Regions from separate parts of the Danio rerio genome. Here region 2 is linked to region 1. Evidence: chromatin contacts called from public Micro-C data. All regions are on one chromosome and are shown on one strand. Each heading gives the region's core, a stretch centred on a gene start, on an enhancer-like site or on the middle of the called end of the contact. The rest is flanking DNA. Distances are from core to core; before and after follow the strand shown. Region 1 holds the start of snx14 (sorting nexin 14). Region 2 holds the start of ube2j1 (ubiquitin-conjugating enzyme E2, J1).

Region 1 (4,412 bases), core at 314-2,813:
ATTGACTTTGATAGATGGAAAAACAAATACTATGAAAGTCAATGGTTACCGGTTTTCGGCAGAAGAAAGAAACGTTAACAAGTAAAGGGTGGGTAAATGATGACAGAATTTTCAGTTTTGGGTGAACTATCACTTTAATCAGTCCGGCCATATTAGTGTATTTACATGGTAAACTTACAAAACTATTAAGGTTTTACCATGGTGCCATTTTCTAAAACACGGTTGTGCTGAAGTACACACTGCAGATACTTTTTATTAGCGTAAAACTGTTACGTTACCTTGAGGAAAAGTTGGTTTTATTTTATATTTGCACATTTGGACTTTCTCCTTAAACTCTTTCAGAAAGGTATTGTTCGCTATTTATTCTAAATAGGAAAATCATATTAGCAGCCAATGATTATTATCAAATACGACATTGTTGACTGTCATTGAAATGGTGCTAATGTTGTTTTGAAGTCATACTTACATGCGAATAAACAAATAAACCTGAACAAATGTGTGAATATAAAACCAACTTTACCTTAACAACAAAACATAACATCTCATTTAGTACTGATGATATTCGGTTGACATGGTGGATATCGTGGTACTGGATAGTCCATGCAAAATATGATAAATTACTCACTATTTATACTTCCTCAGGTGGTTTCAAACCTTTATGAGTTTATTTCTGCTGCTGAATGCTAGGCGATTTAAAGAAAACTGAAAACCTGTAACCATTGAATTTGATAGAAGGAAAAACAAATACTATGAAAGTCAATGGTTACCGGTTTTCGGCAGAAGAAAGAAACTTTAACAAGTAAAGTGTGAGTAAATGACAATAGAATTTTCAGTTTTGGGTGATCACTTTAATCAGTCCGGCCGTATTCGCATATTTACATGGTAAACTTACAAAACTATTAAGGTTTTACCATGGTGCCATTTTCTAAAACACGGTTGTGCTGAAGTAAACACTGCAGATACTTTTTACTATTGATGTAATGTTGGTTTTATATTCGCACATTCCTTTATTTAACGTCCTCTATATTATCTACTACACTAATTTAAATATAGGGTCTGAAATCCCATGTAAATACGAGTTGAAAACAACATTAGCACGATTAAATTGTCTGTGAACACTGTTATACTTTGATATTCATTGGCTGCTAATATAATTTCACTATTCAGAATTTGCGAATCATACTTTCTGAAAGGATATTATTAAGGAGAAAGTCTGAATGTGCGAATATAACACCAGCTTTACCTCAATCTTTTTACTGGCGTAATACATTACAATACTATACCATATTATTAAACAAACCAAGGCATTTAACGTTACAAGATCAACCGAAGTGCACTATTATCAATAACTCTACGCTTGTTTTGCTTTATGTCGCTGTCTAATTAAGATATTAAACAGCAGCGAACGATTGCGATGATTATGACAGCTAACGTTGGCGTGATGATGTGGTTTTCTCACCTCACGGATGATCCGCAGGCTCAACATAAACTCCAGAAACATCTCAACACATCCTGACACAAATGTTTTGATCATCCAGCTGATTGTTTCACATGATCAGATTACTGAGCCTTACGTGAGCTGCACTTCCGGGTTTAAGACGAGAACGCTCCCAACACATTTTCAAAATAAAAGTTTCATATCTGTTCGATAAAATGGGGTAAAATGTGTTTTATTATGATTATTATTATTTTTATTATTATTATTATTATTATTATTATTATTATTACTTTTTATTGGTCATTCTTTTTTGTTAGGCTTAGTCCTTTATTATTATAATTAATATAATAATATTATATATTAATTGTAATAATAATAATAATAATAATAATAATAATAATAATAAACATAACAAAAATAATAACAATTATTATTATTATTATTATTATTCATTTTTTCATTCTTTTTTGTTAAGCTTAGTCCTTTATTATTATAATTTACATAATAATATTATATATTAATTGTAATAATAATAATAATTCATATTATTAATATTATTATTATTGATGCTTTTTAAAGTGCACATCTGACCTGATTTATAGTAAAGTGCATTACACTAACTATATTATAGCGTTTAAGACATTTTGTCAATGAATTAATGAACTTTAGTCAATCTATAAACTGTAATAAATACTGTAGTATACTTTAGTTTTTACTACAGTAAACTGGTGTATATATTGTTAAAAAAAGTATATGAATATATATATTGCAGATTCAGATTTTTTTACTTAAATTATTCGGAATAGTATGGTTCATTGCAAAACATGCAATAAAATAGTTTGGAAGACTTAAATTATTAATATTAATACACATTAGGCAAACAGGATTTCAAGTATGTTGCAAATTTAGTCTGAAATAATCTGTTTTGATGCATAACTGGTTTATTTAACTCATAAAGCACTGCAAAAAGCGTTTACTTGTGAGAAAGTGAGTAATTTAACTGGCTAAATTGACTTTAAAGTGTAAAAGTGACTAGTTGATTTTACTTAAAAAGTGTAGATATTTCTGTTTAACTTAACTTAGAGATATAAAGTTCACTTAACTTAATTATTATAATTAAATTTGTATATAATTTTATAATTAAATACTCGCTTTCTCAACTAATCATGCTTTTACAATTTAATTTATATAAAATAATGTAAAATTACTGAAAAATGATTGGTGGAAACAAAAATACTCAACCAAAATATGGAGATATATATATATATATAAGCTTTAAATCTTTTTTAAAATTGATGACACGCTTTTATTTATTTTTTTATTTATTTATTTATTTATTCTCTAAAGATCGTAGGCTTTCTTTTTCTTTTTAACTACCCAGGTTCTGATCGGCTTTATGTCTTCTGCCTTCATAAATATTGGAAGTCAGTGCTTCTCAATAAGTCCACAAGAGGGCGTCAGCAGACCAGTGGTCTGGAAGAAATCTTTCTCTAACAGAATCAAACAGCCTTTCTTGAATAATATGAATAATAAATACAAACAAAATCACCCCAAATGAATCATGGCTACTTATCTAAGCCTCCCGTGTGTAACTGAAGAAGAAAGGGAAGTAATTTCATACAGAGCCGTGAAGCTTTCAGTGCTGCAGTCAGAGAGCTGGACTATCAATACTGTTTGCTTGTTTTTACATCACAAATTAAACGTTTTTGTATATATATTGTGTATATTTTCATGACTTTAGTCAGAGAGCTCGCTCCAAAACCTGAAAATTAAAATATGAAAATGCCATACATTTCCACAACATATTTTTTGCGCTTTATATTATTATAACTGGTTTAATTAAAGTCAAATTAAAATAAATAAGATTTTCTCCAGAAGAAAAACATGCACTGTGAAAACATAACTGTTCTGGTAAACATCATTTAGGAAACAACTGGGGGTGCGTTTATACTCTGTGCTTTATACTCTAGAGGCAAAACCCATAAATTTTTTATTAAATTCTTTATTTTAATGGCCAAATTTCATAGTCATGAATATAAATGTTCAGCTAAAAATCCAAATTTTATTGCATTAAAAAATGAAGTGAAGCGTTTTATCGAGTCCATATCACCTTCAAAAATCTAAAAGCGAATGGTACAAGCCTGTATATGTTAATATTGCTGTGATGTTTATATCGCGCTGCACGGTGGCACGTTCACTTCACAACAAGAAGGTCGCTGGTTCGAGCCTTGGCTTGGTCAGTTGGCATTTCTGTGTGGAGTTTTACGGGCATGTTCTCCCCGTATTCGCGTGGGTTTCCTTTGGGTGCTCCGGTTTCCCCCACAGTCCACCACAGGTGAATTGTGTATGCTAAAAATTGACCGTAGTGTGTGTGATTGAGTGTGTATGGGTGGATGGGTTGCAGCTGGAAGGGCATCCGCTGCGTTATAAATATGCTGGATGAGTTGGCGGTTCATTCCACAGTGGTGACCCCAAATTAAAAAAGGGACTAAGCCGAAAAGAAAACGAGTAAGAATGCAATATTATCAATACAGACAAAAGAGTTTTAAATGAAAGTATCACATACACAGTTTAGGTCAGGACTGACTTTATTTAAAAAAGAGAGAGAGATGAATCTTCAAACGGACTGAACCGTAATACATAATTGTGCAAGCAGCTTTATTTTAAGACATCACTTTTGAGACAGACTACTTTGGGACAAAAGCCACTGTTACGTTTCAGGATGTTTTTAAGCATCGTTATTTAAGTAGAGACATTTCTCAGGTATAAAGTTACTTCAGATGTACCTGTACTTCTGGACAGAGCGAACAAACAAAAAAAAAGCACCACCACACCATTTCACGGTTCAAGGAATATTACTGAACGATCATCATATTTACATTTCAACAGTTTGTTGATGAAGTACGGGAGTAAATACGGTTGTTTATGAACACACGGCGGGTAAATGTTCAACGGCTAATGTTTTTTCTCTGGG
Region 2 (4,684 bases), core at 1,987-4,486, 310 kb after region 1:
ATGCTGGGGGGCTTCATGGGGTATTCAGGAGGAAGAACGATCCGGCCGTGATAAACTCCTCCATCGAAATCAGAGTCTGGAGGTCCTCGAACGGAGAAGTGCCACTCGAACAGGTTATCCTGATCAACACAAGACAGTCACACTGAGTATAATAACACTGCAATTACTGCATGCAAGCTTGACTTCAACATGGATGATCACACACAGAGTAATAATCTAATCTGAATCTTCATGCAGATAAAACAAGCTCTCCATGCATAGGCAATAAATGCTCACAAATCGTTTATGGATGTTCCTCAAAATGACAAAAACCTTATTTGAAATCTGTGTGAAATCAAAAGGAGTACAATGTTTATCTTGCTAGCTCATATTGTCTCTTTAAATTGAATAATTAATCAGTGTAAGTTAAAAGTTTGAGTAAAAAAAAAAAGGTTTGTTTTGGTAATCTTCAATCAAACTCTGAGCATCTGCTTCTGTGTTTGGAGTGGTTGTCTTTCTGTTGATGCCAACCTGAGGGTTGCTATAGCAACTGCATATTAATGTTCCTAACCACGCCCCTCTTACTGTTAGTTTGCTACAAGGAAATGATGCACAAAAGGAAAGCCCCACCCCCTACTCAATATTCCGTTTCAGTTGGAAGCACATCAACATACTGAAGTCTCAGCAACTTCTGGTTCAGCCAGATTCAGTACACTTCAAAAGTCTGAAGAATAATCAAGCTATTTAAAAAATAATAAAATGCTTTTAATATCTTGAAATAATTAAAGTCTATTTGAATAATGAATTATATAAAATGATAAAAGTATTTATGTAACAAGTTAATGAATAAAATATAAATTACAACTGTTGTTTTGCATTTTAACTGCATTTTGTGCATTAAAAACTTACATTTAATAACACAACAAATACACATTTTTATAGTTTAATGTTGACTGATTTAGCGTTTTAATAATAGAAGTTACAAAATGAATCCTAATTAAATATAATTTATTATCAACTTCAGATTTTTGATTGACATCAAACTTTTAAAAGATCATAATAATTATAAAAAAATTGATGTAACAATTCAGTCAATTAAATATAACTAATAACTGTTTACATTTACATAACAACTAGTTACGTTTATAATATTCAACATCAAACATAATAATCGCAAAAAATAATACTAATTTTCATAGTCGAATATTCAATGTTTTAGCATTTTAACAGTTCTTGACAGTTCATAGTTACACGATAAATCATAATTATTTCAATAGAATTGATCAACTTGATTGACTTCAAATTCGGATCAATTCAAATTTATGAACAATTTAATAAATTAAATATAAATAACTCCATTTAAATAACAAGATGCATTTAAAACGTTTAACATTTATAATACGAACAACAATGAATAATACTAATTGTCAGTCTAATATTCATTGTTTCTTCTGAACATTTACAGAATTAAACATTCTGTAACTTCTGTTATTAAAACGTCAAACAAGCAAGACACAAACAGCGCTACAGAAAACACACGTTTCACATAAAGTTACACACTAAAACAGATGATAACGCATGAAGAAACTCCCAGAAATTCAATTCCTATAAATAATAAAGTCTCACCTCCAGTGGCTGAGCGTGATAATGTTCTGTGGGGTCACGAAGCTCTGCCGCCTCCTTCATCAGCCTCTTCACAGCTAACACACACACACACACACACACACACACACACACACACACACACACACACACACACACACACACACACAGTATTATTAGTTTACTAAATTTGAAAATTTGCCTAGTTTAACAAAAGCAGGGTTTATTGAACAGAGAATGGTCAGGCAAGCAACGATCAACACAAGGGCAAACAGATGTATACAGGCAGATCCAGAGTCATGCTCATATAACAGGCGGATGGTCAAAAGGCAGGCAGCAAACAACGTAAAACAAACAAAACAAAGCAAAGGTCAGACACGGAAGGCAAGGAAACCACGTCGTGATGTTCCCAATTCAGCATAACAAGACTCAGCCATGAGAGTGAACGTGTCAAGGCGAGACAGACGTGTGTGTGGTATAATCAGTACAAGAGCAGCTTCAGACTTTGAGCAGGTGTGTGTGTGTGGTGCATGACTGGAACTTGTAGTCCATGTAATGGTGGATGAGTGCATCTGAATGCAATGCTCAACACAGGTTGGAAATTTACTTGCGGTGGTGGCAGAATTGAAACACACCATTTACCTACAGCACATAAATAGTTAACTACAAACACACACATTTATTAAACACACACACACACACACACATTATATACACTCAGACACACATTACAAAGACACACATTACAAAGACACACACGCACACACACATTCATTAAACACAACCCCATTACAAACACACCCAATCATTACAAGCACTCATTTAAACACACACACACACACACATTACACTCAGACACACATTATAAAGACACACACAAACACACTCACTCAATACATACACTCATTTAAACACACACACACACACACTACACATACAAATGCATTACATACACACACATTACAAAGACACACACACACACACACACACACACACTACAAACACACACACTCACACACATGAAAAAGACACAAACACACACACACACGGAAAAGACACATGCATCAAAATGACAAGCATACACTACAAACACACACACACACACACACACACACACACACACACACACTACTAGCACACAAAATAAAAAGACACACACACAAACACACTACAAAGACACACATTAAAAACACACATAAATTACAAACACGCACACAATCAATCATTTATTACAAACTAATATTCATTACACACACACACACACGCACACACACCTGTGACTGCGGCTAGTAACGTAAGTCTACCGTTAGCTAGCTCGACACAGTGAAAAGACCGGCTGGACGGATGGATGAGTGCAGATGTTATGGTGTGGTTTATAGCTCGCGACAGCAGTGTGTGTGTGTGTGTGTGAGAGAGAGAGATAGAGATCAGAGGTTTGACTCACCTGGACTCTTCAGGTTGTATTTGCTCTCCATGATGCTCAATAATCCGGCGCTCGGCTGATCTGCGCTCCTGTGAGTGTGTGTTTATCCGCCGAGTGTGTGTTGTGTGAGCTCTGCCAGGTGTTTATCTAGAGCTGTAACCCTGACGTGGCAGCGCGCGCGGTGTGTGTGTGTGTGTTTTTACACACTTTCGAGATGAAATGTCTCAGATGTCACATGAAGAAAAAATGAAAACAGGAAGTAAACTTGTATTTTACAACGGAAAGCTTTATTGATGCGCCTGACAAGAACAACAGTGAGATTTGACGTCATGATTTTATGTTTTAAAAGTCTCCGTGAACCGGACGTTACTGAGACTTTTATTTCAGTATGTTGATGCGGGTTGACGTACTTCCAACTAGCTGTACGTATGCCCTGTGTAAAATGTTTAAATGTTGCTATATTTCTAAACAGCAATAAAAAATTATATATAAAAAACATATTTTAACTAAAACGAAATATTGAGTAGGGGCGGAAATGTTTTGTAGAAGGGATAACGTTATTTTTTTTTAAAAAGAATGGGATTGTTAGTAAATGTTGAACTATGGTTATAAATGCTGTATGTATTGTTCATTATTATAAATTTTCTCATTATTAGATTTTGTATACTTCCACTATGTGGTTTAGACTCAATATCAGTCCAAAAATATTAGTGGGGTATATGCACACGGACTTTTATTTTCAGTCAGCCAGCCTCAGGGCTTCCGGTTAATTGTCATCCCATACAAAATAAGATCTGATTTCTTTAAAAAAAATCAGTGATCTTCACTGCCTGGCTAAGATAGGATATAAAGTGGGTATCAGTCCAAGCAAGAAGCACTGCATTAAGTTATATTTCCCCCTGCCATGTCTTTAAAATATGGAAATTAATTTTACCTCAGTATTTTCAATGGAGTTTCTGCGCTCGCCTGCGGGTAATGATGGTGCCTGCGTTTAAACTGTCTTTCGTCTCTTTTTACGGTTTAACAACTAAATTAATGCTTTAGTCTATTGAACTGAATGCATTTTAATTACATTACAACATCAAGGCTGTAAAAGGAACCTTATGAAATTGAAAATAGTCACATAAAGATCTCACAGGAAGTTCATCATTGGCACTAGCTGTGCATAGAGCCGACAAATATTAAAGATTACATTTTTACATTAAAGCTATTTCGTGTTATAGTTACAGGATATGTATGCCTGCGAACACAAAGGGGGAAAAAACAGAATCTAAACAAAAATAATAAAATATGCAGGAATAAAACGGGAAATTGTCAAGAGAAGCTTTGTGAAGTCACGAATGGATGAACAAACTTTAATCTGTTTCTTGATTTAAGAAAAATTAAAGTCAACCCTGCTTATGCAACAGAATCAGATCAACCCGTTTAAGTGTTATAATAATAAATGTGAAATAAATTATGTGGAACGAAGAATGTAACACAATAATAATTTTGGAGTGACTAGTAAAATAATGGGCAGCCATCATGAAAATCTGCGAACATAATTGTATTAAATATAGACTTACTACAATTAACTCCGCAATTTAATTCTGACAATTATTATAAAATACTGAAAATACATATTAGATTCTTCAAGTAGATGGCGGTATTCGGCAACCAACCGGTTGTTGCTAGAAGGGA

Evidence for each region. Hi-C and Micro-C count contacts between places; a contact is called where the count stands out from the background.
Region 2: a contact with region 1 is called in a Micro-C map of caudal fin, with 8 times the contacts expected there. The contact joins the promoter of ube2j1 here to the promoter of snx14 in region 1. A contact is called at or near these places in 2 of 18 Hi-C or Micro-C datasets (caudal fin and an unstated tissue).

What each region holds. Positions count from the first base shown.
Region 1 is chr20:930,130-934,541 of GRCz12tu, forward strand. It overlaps snx14 (sorting nexin 14), which reads right to left and starts at 1,564. Exons shown (of 29, transcript NM_001044793.1): 1 at 1,460-1,564.
Region 2 is chr20:1,234,629-1,239,312 of GRCz12tu, forward strand. ube2j1 (ubiquitin-conjugating enzyme E2, J1) reads right to left here and starts at 3,237. Exons shown (of 8, transcript NM_214767.1): 1 at 3,026-3,237; 2 at 1,606-1,679; 3 at 1-119. The coding sequence starts at 3,056.